Regions from separate parts of the Mus musculus genome. Here region 2 is linked to region 1. A link is a contact called in public promoter capture Hi-C data. All regions are on one chromosome and are shown on one strand. Each heading gives the region's core, a stretch centred on a gene start, on an enhancer-like site or on the middle of the called end of the contact. The rest is flanking DNA. Distances are from core to core; before and after follow the strand shown.

Region 1 (7,065 bases), core at 1,291-3,790:
TGGGCAGATTCAAGGAAAGAAGTGGCTTCCCGAGCAAGGCCACCCACTGCTACAGCTGAACTCTGGTCACTGTTAGTCAGAGTACATTACCAATGACTACATATGTCCATGTCATTTCACCAGGTCACAAGGAGAATAAAAAAAGTGCGATCAGACATGACGCCCAGTGGGCTGGGGAGTTGGCTCAGTATTGGGTGAAGTATTTGTCCTGTAAGCTCACTGACCTGAGTTCAGTCCCTAGAACCTACGTAAAGGTAGAAAGAGAGGAACGGTTCTACAGAGGGGCAGTGCTGAGCTGGAGCTGCTTTGAGGATGGTGGGTCTGCTACCATAACATTAGAACAGCTCACACTAGGAACAGACTATAGACTAAAGAATCCTGTGTACCACAGTGAAGCACTTGTCTAGAATAGTGAGGCCCTGGGCCCAATCTCCAGTGCAGCAAAAAGCACTGTCACCCTCCTAATTAAATGCCATGCCCTTACAGGTAAAAACCGGGGCTGGAAATGTAGCTTCAACTTCAAGAATGTCTAAAAGAGGAAAATGGTGATATTCTAGAGATGGCATCCATGGCCAACACCACTGACTTCTATAAGTGTGGTCTGGCATCACACACCTATGGTCCTGGCACGTGGAAGGTTGAGGCACAAAGATTCCAATTGCTTCAGGAAGAAGATGATTAGCCACCCTGGGCTACATAGTTACATACATACCTAGCTCACACATTGAGACTGTGTCCCAACAACCCAAGAGAAAAGAAGTGGACCCCGCACTTGAAGCTGCAGGAAAGGTGCTCACAGGGTATCAAGGGCAGAGCGGGTGGATTGAAGCTCAGGGCTAACAGAGGCTGCTTAGCATTACACTGTGGGCAGTGGAGTTTAGGTCTGGAGGCCTCAGATAGCAGATAAATGCTAATCACAGCAACAAAGCCACTGAACAAGACTATAACCCCCCTAGCAGACTGCTACCCACTCTCAAGAGCTGGGAAGCTTCTCACCCTTGCACGATGCCGCCGGTGAACCCCAAGTGCTCAGAAAAGGACTCCTGCAACAGGACAAGAGATGGATCAGTGCCAAGGCAGGGAGGGACTGCCCAGTCAAGCCCATGGTCCAGGCAGCTACTGCAGAGGACTGAGAGGTCACACTGGTAGTTATCTGTGGCCTGCAGGGCACAGAGTCCAGATGTGGATGTCCAGCTTGGACTCAGTGCACCAATGCCAACCCTCATGCTCTTCCTGTGAAGGATGGGAAGAAGACTATGTGATATTAGGCACCAACGTCAACACCTCAGACCACCCTGAAATGGAACGCTAAGGACTCAGAGGTCTTGAGTGACCCTGAAACTGTACACTAAGAATACTAACACATGCTTGCTTTTTAGGCAAGAGTCGAGATTCTCCAAAAGCACAGTTACTCATGATGACCGTGGCTGTGGTCACAGACCTGACTGATGTCTGTCCATCAGCACTTCATAACCTGCAGGTAAGAAGCCCTGACAGAGACACGTGTAACCTCAGGAGTGGGAACACTTCCCAAGGGAGGAGTCCCCAAACACGCAGAAAATACCTACAAGGTGACTGTTTTTTAAAGATGTATTTATTATGTATACAGTGTTCTGTCTACATGTGTCTACAGGCCAGATCTCATTAGAGATGGTCGTGAGCCACCATGTGGTTGCTGGAAATTGAACTCAGGACCTCTGGAAGAACAGCCAGTTCTCTTAACCTTTGAGCCATCTCTCCAGCCTAGAGGTGACTCTTGAGCAAATACTTCTAGAGACTTTAATTTTCAGTCCCATGATGGCTTTGCTAAACATCAGCTGAGATGTACACACCCAAAACTAGAACACCTGTTTCCTTGTCACAGGCCTGGGTTACACTGGGCAACTCCCCCCACCCCCCATAAATACCAGAAAAAGGAAAACTTGACAGATACAGGTGTAAAGACAGTGGCTAGTGAGAAGACCTTAAGTCTTTTTTGTTTGTTTGTTTCGACAGGATTTTCCTTTCTCTGTGTAGCCCTGGCTGTCCTACTTTCTCTGTAGACCAGGTTGGCCTTTACTCAAGAGATTCATCTGCTTTTGTCCCCTGAGTGCACCATGCCTGGCTGTCCTGGAACTCACAGACATCTACCTGGGTCTGCCTCCTGAGTGCTGGAACTATGGCCAGCTCCTTAGCCATTCTTAAGAACATCCTAAGGACTGAGGAGACAGATATGCCCTGCTGTACTCATGACAACCTGAGCTGGATAGCTGGCACTTAGAAGCCAGGCTTGCTGACTGATGTGAGTAACCTCAGAGCTGTGTAGAGAAAAACAGATCTGTGGAGCTCATTAGCCATCATGTCTAAAAGTTAGTGAGCTCCAAGTTCAATGAAAGATACCTCTAAAGCATAAGCCGAGGATAATAAAGGCATCAACCTCTGGCCTATTAACACATGTACACACATGGCCACAATCGTCAGGGACAAGCAGCCTAGCTCTGCCACCAAGAGCCAGGACTCTGGGCTGTGGCCTTACCTCGATGTGCTGGAACATGTAGGGGTGGTTGCAGATCTTACGCAGTTGCATAATAGTGTTCATCAGTGTCTTGGTGCCACCTTTGCCCTGCAGAGGCACATGAGATGGTCAAAACGGAATCCTGCCTTTAGGGCAAGATGGAGGTGGGCAAGATTGGGCAGGGTGGTAGAAGAATGGCCCAGAGCAAGCTGGTGGTTATCTTTGTAGCCCTGTTACGGAAGGGAGTTCTCTGAGAAGACCTAAGAGACTAACTGGCACAAGAACTGAATGGAAGCAAACATAGCAAACAGCAAAGGGTAAGCACACTCACAGTACAGCTACACAAAGAAGGGTACAGTGATCTGTACTAGGGAGGGAAGCAAGGAGCGCAATGCTCCAACGCACAGGTAAGAAAGGGGCTGAACAACAGACACACACCTAAGGCCATGGCTAGGATGCTGGGTACGGATTGCAGGGACTAGTAATTCCCTGGGGGACAAGCCCAGGCTTGCTTAGAGGAGGTGTAGAATGACACTCTTGAGTGCTCCCAAGAGAGCAGTGGCTCCCCCTCCCACTCTTTCCAATGTCGGGATGCCCCCAGTAATAGAAAGAGGAAGGGTGCAGAGGCCATGACAGATAAGGCTGCTGGGTAAGTAAAGTTCCATAGGACTATTCCCACTCTGCATCAGTCAGCCCAGGGCTTCCTGCTGTCTCGAGGAAGGCAGGTACTCAAACAAGGGCAACTCCAGAAAGCAGTCTAGTAAGCATCCTCAAAGGATACATTACAGCTGTGGCTGTTTGAATGCCTGAGGGATGGGGCCAAACGAAGTCTCCTGGGCAGAGTACCAATTCAATTCTCAGATCCCATGGTGCTCTTCATCTACCCTCTCCCTTTAGACAATCGTGAAATAGATAAAGAGGAACCTGGAACAAACCTTCTTGTCCTTCTCGGAGCCGTCAGTCAGCAGCACACCTTTGGCCTGCATGTGACGGTACAGCACACGCTGCAGGGCTGACATGTCGCATTTGATGACATACTCTACCTGTGGAGCAAAGAACACTCTCAGGCCATACAAACTTAAACTGGGTTGCCTGTGCCACCAAGTGGACCCTTGTGACCAGCACTCTGATTAGGACATGGGGTATGAGGGAGGAGCCCTCAAAGTAGGGAGATCTGGGAAGAGGAGGAGATTCTGGGTCAAAATTCTGGAAGGCTTTCCACAGCTTGTCAGAAAATAAACGGTGAAGTCAACCAGAGAGGCAAGCCAAGTGTGGGTGCATAGAGCAGAGGGCCCACACCACTGATACCACTCAGTAGATCCAACCTGAGTCCTAGCCTCTGTCTGTGGACAGGAGTTTGGACAAGGACACAGCAAGCATGAGTGTGACAAAGTTCGGTTCTGACCCAGGTCCTGGCTTTGCTGCACAGTGGTGTGAGTCACCACTCCAATTCCATGGAGCGGGTCCAGGGAAGGATCACCTGACTACACTCTCCCTGGGAACAGCCCCACAAATGGCACCTGTGGCTTCTGCCAACACCAACCTTCTCAGGGAGCTGGGCTTCAACTTCCTTCTTGAGCCGCCGCAGCAGGAAGGGCCGCAGAACTTTGTGTAGGCGACGAATAATGAGGATAGTCTCCTCTTCATTCAGGTCCACCTGGGAGCCAGACAGTAAATTATAACAATTCCTCCAAAAGTGGGGGGCAGGGCATAGGAAGGGCAGCTGTGTCATGGACAGCAGCTGTCACTTGGTACCCCTGTGCCCTCTGGGAGAAGAGGAAGACATTCATCCTTGGGAAAATGAAAATCTTCTGCCTTTTGTGTAATTTATGAAATGCCTAATGGCCAGGTACCATGCTTACCTTATACCTGAACACATATGACAATTGGCCGCTGGGTCTCCCTTAGGCAGTACCAATTTGGTGTTTACAACCACAGCATCAGCTGACTAAAGTCAGGCAATTTGGGGCATTATAAGCTTGTCTGATCAATGCCAAAGGCTGCTCTGACACTAGTCCCACACCTTCCTCTCTTGGCCTCAGAGGAGTCATTGCCTAAGAAGCACTGTTATCCAGATACTATTCTTTGGCTTCAAGGCTACATTGTTTAGCATTTAAAGTGTCTTTTGTTTACTTATTTGTTTGTGTCTGAGGGTGGGTATACCCTGAGGAGGTCACAGTTGGCTCAGATTCCACTTTGTGGGTTCTGGGACTCAAACTCAACTCATCAAGGATTGGTGTCAAGTGCTTTTAGTTGCTGAGCTACCTTGTTAGCCAGGGATCCATTTATCTTTATTTGACTGATTGACTGATTGGTTTTTCCATGCAGGTTTCTCTATATGTGTAGCCCTGGCTGGCCTCAAACTCAGAGATCTGCCTACCCCTGTGCCGACAAGCCCAGCTCCAAGAGACCCACTGAAGAGAACACCAGGAAGGAGAGGCAACTAAGATGGCATAGGCCTGAGCTTTTCTGCTGCGCTCTGGTCATCCCTTTTAGAGTTTTAGCTTGTAGGAAGAGAAGCTCTGGAAATGGAGCCTCAGAAGAGCCTCCTTCCTTACATGGATTGAAAAAAAACATCAATGTCCCTTTCACAGGGGCTGGTGCCTCAGCATGCCTCCAGGGAGGATGGGGAACTTGGGATGAACACAATAGATACCTTTCTAAGACCCGAGGAGGCGTGAAGGGGAGCAAATACTAGCTGTCAACAGCCTCTGGCTTCTGCCCAGGTTCACAGGCTAGTAGTTTAACCCCTTCTCAATGCATATATATGGCTTACTGCAAAACCCACCAACACCAGTGCTGTGGATTCTTCAGATTCTTCCCCGGGGAAACCTGCCCTCACACAATACATTAGCATGGTCTTTGGATCACTGCCACCACACAGCGCCTGTACAAGATGCTGACTGTAGAGCTCTTTATAAACAACATCAAAGCCTAGCCCCACAGATGTACTAAACTTTCTCAGCTCCCTGATACTCTCAATGGCAAGACGTTCTCCCTGTGGAGGATCCATACTTCTCACTGGGACATCTGTTTTCTGCCCTGCTGAAGTCTTGGGGGTTGCTTGCTCTGATAGCACAGACTCTGCTGCTATGTGGCCAGTGGGTACACATGATCAGTCTGAAAGGTGGCTGAGCCTGGGATGGCTCCTCACAGGCCACTTTCTACCCCAAACAAACTCACCTTTTCTCCAGTCATGGCAAAGGGTGCATTGAACCACTGTTCGAAGGTGCTGCAGCTCTTGAAGATAGTGGGGAGCAGGAAGTTAAGCAGGGCCCAGAGCTCCGGTAGCTTGTTCTGCAGTGGTGTGCCTGTAAGAAGCAGGCGCCGAGGGGCCACGTAGTGTGTGTTAAGGACCTGCGTCAACTTGCAGTGGTGGTTTTTCATGCGGTGGCCTTCATCCACAATCATGTACTTCCAGCGGATCTGCAAGGCCAAGAAGAGGTGATGAGAGGAGGTGGCAGGGCTGCAAAGTGACCAGTATGTCCAGCAGGAACCACCAGACACAAACACTCCAACACATGAAGTGGAGACAAACGGGTAAGAAGCTGAACCAAGGCTACACTGTCAGATGTACAGGGTAAAAAGTACTCTGGCAGGCTGGCGAGATGGCTCAGTGGGTAAGAGCACTGACTGCTCTTCCGAAGGTACTGAGTTCAAATCCCAGCAACTACATGGTGGCTCACAACCATCTGTAATGAGATCTGATGCCCTCTTCTGGTGTGTTTGAAGTTAGCTACAGTGTACTTATTAATAATAATAATAAATAAATTAAAAAAAAAAGTACTCTGGCTTTCCAAACAATAAGAAACAGTGCTCAGCATACCATCCTCAAGGAGGCATCTGGAACATTGGCCACAAGTAGCCATGCTTGTGCAGCAGGTGGCATACAACCAATCTGAATGTGGCTTCCAGGAAGGGGCAGTGCCAGGCCTTTCCTGCCCAGAGTCTGCTAGTGACCCCAAGGACAAGGATAGACAATGTTAGGGTTCAGGTTGGAGCCCCAGGAGAATTCCCAGTTAGGTTTCCTATAAGGACTTCCATCTCTCAGAACAGGTATCCATTTGAACACCTAGTGACCTGCAGTGAGTGCACACATTGTTAGGTATTGTACAGGGAAAGGGCCCTACGGGAGAGGACCCCAATCTCAAGTAAGCTCTTTAACTAACACTCTCTGTTGGGACACCGGCCCAGGGAGCAAACAAGCATCGGCAGGGCTATCGGGTAACTTCACGCTGTATAGCTCTCCATAATATGAGGCAAGGCAAGGCCATGCCACCATGGACAGACCCCATTCCAGCCCTGCACCTACTCACTGCTCAGCTTCACTTGCCTCCCCCAAGAGTTTTCCAGAACCCACAGTCAATGTTCCCTGGGAGAGGCCCACCAGGACCACATACAAGGCCTTGTCTCAAACTGATAAGTCACTTCACAGGTGAGGAGAAACTGTCAAGTCGGAGTCTCTCTGCACAGAGGTCCTGGGAGATGGGTGAGTGGCACTTCTTCAGGTTCTATGGGGGATCCTAATCTGAACTAGGGCCCACTCAGGATGCTGAGGGAGCCAGGGCATG
Region 2 (7,065 bases), core at 2,242-4,741, 250 kb before region 1:
ACATGTTGCACGCATATGAACAAGTACACATACCACATCTGCACAGGAGGAAAGAGGTCTGTGGCTCAATAGTAGACACTCACACTTTGACTGAGGCCCCAGGATCAGTCAGTTCTCCGTACGAAAAAAAAAAAAAGCTTTTGCTTTGGAGAAGAGGTTTCTGTGCTCAGGGAGCAGTGGGAGAGAAGACGAGAAAAGGCCGTAGATAGAGTCTTTCCTAAGGGCTGCTGTTTTCAGGGACCTCTCTGGCCCGTGAGGATGCAGGTCCCTAAACTTCCCAGCCACCCTTACCTCACCTCCCTGTCACTCTGTCACTCTCCCCAGCTTTCCCTGCTGCTTCTGAGCCTCACACTGGCCACCATCAATGCTCGCTGGCTTGAGGCTCGCACCACGGCTGTCATGCGGGCCCTGCAGAGCATAGAGAAAGAGCGGGGCCTGGGGACAGAGGTGCCAGGCAACTTCCAGGGCCCTGATCCCTACCGCCAGCTGCGGGACAAGGACCCCAAGTACAGTGCTCTACGCCGGAAGTTCTACCACTACCATGGCCTGTCTTCCCTCTGCAACCTGGGGTGCCTGCTGAGCAATGGGCTCTGCCTTGTGGGCCTTGCCCTGGGACTCAGGAGCCTCTAACACAGACCCTGTGTGTCAATAAATGCTTCTTTGGAGATGGCCATGGTCATTTTTTTCACCTCAGGAAAAGCCAGGGGTGTGTGTGTGTGTGTGTGTATACACATGTGTAGCACTCAGAGCCTCAGATTGCCCATACCTGGTGACATGACACATTGGAGTGTGAGCTATTGAAGTTCCAGCATGTCTCCTCTAACAGTGACCATATATTGTGTAACTTCTGTATACCTGGCTCAGCTCTACCCACTGCCCTTCCTGTGTGTTACTGCAGCAACAGCAGGTTCCCACCTCCCAGGCATAATCATATTTCCGATTCTGCCGACACTGGAAGTGACATTATGACTTTCTTTGGCTGATGAGATGTGAGCAGAAGTGTTTACTGGCTGGAGAGATGGCTCAGTGGTTAAGAGCACTGACTGCTCTTCCAGAGGACTTGAATTCAATTCCCAGAAACCACATGGTGGCTCACAACCATCTGTAATGGGATCTGATGCCCTCTTCTGGTGTGTCTGAAAGCAGTGACAGTGTACTCATATAAATAAAATAAATAAATCTTTTTTTAAAAGCGTTTACAAGACAGGCTAGAACATCTTTCCTTAGCCCCTAGCATCCATTCCGAGCTGTGAACCTGGGTGAGTGATATCCTGAAGTCTTTGGGGACTGCTTGTTTCTAGGAATAACTCAGCTCTTCCTAGCTAATACTCTCCGGCACAATTCATGTTAAATCTTTGGAGGCAGCTCTTGTTCCCTTAGGCATCTGAGTGAGCAGTGACGTTCAAGTTTCTGTGTGGTAATGGTGTGTGTGATAATGGTCTGTGTGTATGTGCTTTGAGGCAGGGTCTCTAGCTCAGGCTGACTTGGAATCCTGTGGCCCAAGTTGGCCTGAAACTTGAGAATTTTCCTGCCTCCACCTCTCATGTACTAAAATTACAGATAGGAGCTACTATATCAGTCTCTATATTTTTGAGACAGGCTCTTATTACTATGTAGCCAATCTGATTTAAAACTTACTATGTGACCCAGCTAGCCTCAAATTCATGGCAGTCCTCGTGTCTCAGCTTCCTAGTACTAGGATGACAGAAATACACCATTTCACCTGTTTAGACACACATGCAGATAACTTTGGAGATGGAGTCTCTTCTGAGTTCAGGCTGAACTTGAAGTTACTACATACCTGAGTATGACCTTGAACTCCTGATTTCTGTCTTCCTCTACCTCCCAAATTCTGGAATTACAAATGTTAGCTACCATACCTAAAAGTCTGATTTTTTTTTTTTTTTTTTTTTTTTTTTTGAGACAGGGTTTCTCTGTGTAGCCCTGGCTGTCCTGGAACTCACTTTGTAGACCAGGCTGGCTTCGAACTCAGAAATCCACCTGCCTTTGCCTCTTCCTCCCCAGTGCCAGGATTAAAGGCATGTGCCACCACACCCGGCTCTGTTTGATTTTTTACATTTATTTATTCTTTTGTTTATTGCATGTGGAGATCAGAGGACAACTTGTGGGAATTGGTTCTCCTTCTACTCTGTTGGTCCCTGAAACCCTCATATCAGGCTTAGTAGCAACTGAATTCGAAATCTTGCTGTGTGGACTCTGGCAAATATCTACTTTTCTTTGATCCTCAGTTTCCTTATTTATATATATGAATACACTGTAGCTGTCTTCAGGCACACCAGAAGAGGGCATCAGATCCCATCACAGATGGTTGTGAGCCACCATGTGGTTCCTGAGATTTGAACTCAGGACCTCTGGAAGAACAGTCAGTGCTCTTAACTGCTGAGCCATCTCTCCAGCCCCAGTTTCCTTATTTCTAAAACATGTTTTAACTCCAAGAGCCCTTAGGCATGTTGAACAGAAGAATCTAGCACCCTTTAGAGCCAGACTCCTCCCACGTGGAACGGGGATTATGCCTAGGATTCAGGCCAGCACTGGGGAGATAGAGTAACCACTCTCTATATAAGAAGCCTTGGGCTCCATCCCTAGCACCGTGTAAAGCAGCATGGCTTTGTACACCTTCAATCCCAGACCTTGGGAGGTGGAGCCAGGGGAATCAGTTCACATTTACTCTTGGTACTTAAGGAGTTTGAGGCAAGCCTGGAAAACAAACAAAAAAATTTTAATTTTTAGAATTTTAAATTTTATTTTACATGAGTGTTTTGTCTGCACCACGTGGGCTCTTGCAGTTTGATGAAGTAAGAAGGGTCAGGTCTCCTGGAACTGGAGTTATTAGACACCATGTGAGTCCTGAGACTCAAACTCATATCCTCAACAAGAACAAGTGATTTTAACCGCTGAGACATCTCTCCAGCCCCCAAAAGTAAAAGGAATAAAACTATGGTTACACTAATCTTGTTATGAACCACTCGACAGAGGGAAACATTGAGGTTGAGAGAGGTTAAATATGTCAGGAGTCACAGTCCTAGAAAGGGGAGATGGGAATAGAACTCAGCTGCTGAGGTTTTCCTGTTAACACAGAATGCATAGAAAATGTTTTCTACCTCTAGTTAGGAAAGAGAGGCTCTGATGGGACTTAATGCCTCTTCCCGCTCCTCTGGGCTCTAGCTCAGGACCACAGACTTGCACTCCCAGATCCCTACCACCCCTCTCCTACCATACTACCAGGTCCCATCCTCTCAACTCCCTGCCCACCTCTGACGCCTCTTGAGGTGGCCCCGCCCCTGCCAGACCCCACCTCCGCCTGCAAGGCTCGCCCACTCAGCTAGGACTTTTGTGGCGTCCAAGCCTCCGACAGGCCACGCCCATCTCCTGGCTCCGTTGGCGGCGCCCACACCCGTAAGACCACGCCCACCGCCGGGCGCCAACTCTCAAGGCGCCCCGCCCCTTCTAGGCCCCACCCGCTCACCTCGCCTAGTCTTCTGCGGCCTCGCCCCCTCCGCCTGGGCGGAGCCGGCGCGGGATCCGGGTGTCAGTGTTGGCAGCGCCGGCAGCTGTGGGGCGAGGGTCGCAGCCCTGTGCGGGGCCGTAGCAACTTCGTGGGCGGATCCTGGTGTGCAAGGCGGGACCCGAGGTGAGCCCAGGAGCGAGTGCACCTGCCAACCCGCTGATACGCGCGTGCACTATGACAGGGTTGAACTGGGGTCCGCGCGAGCCTGGGTCCCGCACCCCCTGTCAGTGCTGCTGGCTCTTCTGGGTTCCCCGCACCCGGCAAGCTCTGCGAACGGTGGCGGGGTGGGCGAGAAGCCCAGCTTGGGGCCGAGCGACGGCGCCATATGGTGATGGGGGAGGCACTTGCTGGTGCACGCAGTGCAGTGACTGTTCGGGTGCCAACCTTGAGGGCTAGGGGACCCCTAGATGGCCCAGAAGAGAAGCCGTGGTGGGGCGGGGGCCAGCCTGGAGGCCCTGCCCGACGGACGCCTCAAACCCGTTCTCCCGGAACACAGGGTGGGGTTGGCTGCGTTCTCCTTAGAAATGCACGGAGTAGAGAAACAGAAAACACCGAAGGCCATTGAGAAATACTTTTGCTTGGGCTTCGGAGAGCAGCTCTAAGCTAGACAGCTGGAGAAAGCAAAGTGGGGGCGGGGGTGGGGGAGAGCTTGGAAGAACACCCTAGATTTGGATAAAACAGAATGCTGGAGTGTGGGAAGATATAAACAGGAGGATATGGGGTGGTGGGTTTTGCAGTCATTAAGTGGCTAGGATAATTCTCTTGGATTTGATGACTTTCAGTCCTGTCTTTGTGGACCATGGCTGGGGTGAGTCAGCTTTGGCCAAGAGGGAGCCAGGCCCGGCCCCTTTGACAAATAAAATGGTAGATACCCACTTGGGAGCCTAACTGGGCCTTTAAACCTTATGTTATATATATAGAAATTACCCTCACCCTGGGAGACAGGGAAAGGGTTACAGTGGATTTGGAGAGGACAGGACAGCACCCCAGAGGCAAGCACCAGCTAAATTCAACATCCAAGCCTTGATGGAAGGGGCTCTGTCTAGCTGGCAGTCACACACACACCTACACACCTGGCCATACCAGCTGCTTGCACTGGGCAAAGTCCAGCTTGCAGCCCGTGCAACTTCCTCACCACCACGGCCCCCCAGCCCCAACTGGCCCTGAGTTTTCACCTGTTACCTGGTCCTGCACCTGAAGGGAGAAGATCTGAACCTTCCACTATAAAGGTTCCATATTTCTTTCCTTTTTCTCTTTCTCTCTCTCTGTCCCTCTCTCTTTCTTTTTTCCTTCCTTCCTTCCTTCCTCCCTTCCTTTCTTTCTGAGACAAGTTCTCATATAACCCACCCCAGTTTGGTAAGGAACTTCCAATGTAACGCAGGATGGCTTTGAACGCCTGGTACTCTGTTTCCACTCTGTAGTGCTGAAATTACAGGTGTGCACATCACACCTGGTTTGCTGGGTGCTGGGGCTGAAAACGCAGGTGAGTGCTCTACTCCCCAGCCCTCAGCCTCACCTTTGTGTAAAGATTAAATAGCAACCACAGCCCTCTCACTGTGGTGTTTCTTTCTTATGCACAGCTGTGTCTCTTCAGAGACCCATGCCTGGTGCAGAGACTCAGCAGAAGTTTGTTGATGAATACCACAAGGATCATTAAGAAGGGCACAGTGGTGCACACCTGTAATCCACAGCTCCAGAGGCAGGGATCCACCACATGGGGAGTTTGAGGTCAGCCTGAGCTACCTGAGATCTTTCCTTAAAGAATAAAAGTGGAAAAAATGAGAAGGAGTAGAGAGATGGCTCAGCTGCTAAGAGCAGTTCTTTCAGACAACCTGACTTAGATTCTCAGAGCCCAGGTCAGGCAGTTTACAGCTGCCTCTAACTACAGCCCCGAGGTGGAGCCACGTCCCTGTCAACCCCATACACCAGTCACATATGCAGCCTTAGTCTTACTCCAGAGTGAGACCTTGTCTCAATAAATAAATAAAAATAAATAAAACTTTAAAACTAGGGCTAGGGGATGGCTTTGCAGGAAAAGGCACTTGCTGCCCAGCCTGATGACCTGCGTTTGATCCCAGATCCACGTGTCGGAAGATGTGATTCTTGAAACCAATGGACCCATAGACTCACCCTTACGGAAGCTGCCCTCTTACAGGAGTCCCCTCTTTGACATCAGGATTTCTGGTCTCCCCTCCAAGCAGATCCCACTGAGATGGCATCCGCTAGTGAGCCCCCTGCCAGCCCAAGAGACGCTGCTGACCAGAACTTTGACTACATGTTCAAACTGCTCTTGATCGGGAACAGCAGCGTGGGCAAGACATCCTTCCTGTTCCGCTATGCCGATGACTCCTTCACCCCTGCCTTCGTGAGCACAGTGGGCATCGACTTCAAGGTCAAGACGGTCTACCGACATGACAAGAGGATCAAGCTGCAGATTTGGGTGGGCTGAGTAGTCATGTGGGGAGTGGGAGGGCAGTCAGTAGAAAACCCCAGCACACACACACACAGAACAGCTTGGGGCCGGGAGGCGTCTTTTATCCCTGAGGGAAGTCCACCAGGGTGTGGGAGCATACCTCCCCAGAGCATCCTGGGGAGGCACAAGGTGGACAGAAGGTACTTCTTGGAAGTATCAGTGACTAGTGAGGTATCATTTGGGAACCATCTTGACTCCCATGGGGCTGCCAGGCTCAGTGCTACATCCTGTCCCTAGTCCGGTTGTTGATATCATTACGGTGACAAAGGGACCAGAAGCAGATCAAGATGATGGCCCGAGGCCCAGATGGCTCTTCTTTGTGACTGTTACATGGGTTCTCGGAAACCAGGTTAGGAAGCTCATAGATGAGGGACAGCCCTGCACAGTGGAGTCCGTCCAGGGAAGAGCTGAGTCAGAACTGAGTTTTCAAGATGGGACACGGGGGCTGGTGCTACACGGCCGGCAATGCGCATCAGACTGGGCCATGAGGGAACACCAGTATTCCTCCAATCAGATTGGACTGTGAGGGCAGGGCCATACCTCTCTGTCACACTAGGCCTGTGAAGGGAACACCACTCTTCTCCTATCAGATTGGGCCGCAAGAGTAGACCTGTGTCCCTTTCAGGGTCCCGCAGAGTCAGGTGGGGAGCAGGTGGCCCCTACCTAGCTGACTGACTGCTGTTTGCCCAGGACACAGCAGGCCAGGAGCGCTACCGGACAATCACCACGGCCTACTATCGCGGAGCTATGGGTTTCCTGCTCATGTATGACATCGCCAACCAGGAGTCCTTCACCGCGGTGCAGGACTGGTAAGCACTGGCCAACCACTGACATGCCACGCGTGGGCTTTCATTCTCCCCCTCCCGATCCTAACCTCACTCTCAATGTCTACAACTCTCCAGGGCTACGCAGATCAAAACCTATTCCTGGGACAATGCCCAGGTAATCCTCGTGGGGAACAAGTGTGACCTGGAAGACGAACGGGTCGTACCTGCTGAGGATGGCCGGAGGCTCGCCGATGATCTTGGTTAGTGCCCAACCTCCTAGCTCCATACCCTGTCTT

The links. Promoter capture Hi-C pulls out the DNA fragments that hold promoters and counts their contacts.
Region 2: a contact with region 1 is called in a promoter capture Hi-C map of embryonic stem cells, with 2.4 times the contacts expected there. The contact joins the promoter of Rab3d here to the enhancer-like site in region 1. A contact is called at or near these places in 6 of 39 promoter capture datasets (the SN4741 cell line, embryonic stem cells, hippocampal neurons and 1 more), 2 of 115 datasets of contacts at active chromatin or transcription factors (bone marrow-derived macrophages and embryonic stem cells) and 1 of 9 other capture datasets (embryonic stem cells).

The regions. Positions count from the first base shown.
Region 1 is chr9:21,666,021-21,673,085 of GRCm38.p6, reverse strand. It overlaps Smarca4 (SWI/SNF related, matrix associated, actin dependent regulator of chromatin, subfamily a, member 4), which reads right to left. Exons shown (of 34, transcript NM_001174078.1): 19 at 5,678-5,920; 20 at 4,038-4,151; 21 at 3,430-3,537; 22 at 2,516-2,602; 23 at 997-1,043. Among named protein-coding and RNA genes, the nearest start is that of Smarca4, 53 kb to the right of the region's middle. Within about 2 kb of position 2,540, at least 19 of the 459 cell types and tissues checked have an H3K27ac peak or open chromatin away from gene starts, as enhancers often do. A contact at or near this core is called in embryonic stem cells and stem cell-derived epiblast-like cells, where this site is marked.
Region 2 is chr9:21,914,609-21,921,673 of GRCm38.p6, reverse strand. Rab3d (RAB3D, member RAS oncogene family) reads left to right here and starts at 3,491. Exons shown (of 5, transcript NM_001324531.1): 1 at 3,491-3,652; 2 at 5,731-5,969; 3 at 6,693-6,811; 4 at 6,905-7,029. The coding sequence starts at 5,742. It overlaps Tmem205 (transmembrane protein 205), which reads left to right. Exons shown (of 4, transcript NM_178577.5): 4 at 325-665. The coding sequence ends at 630.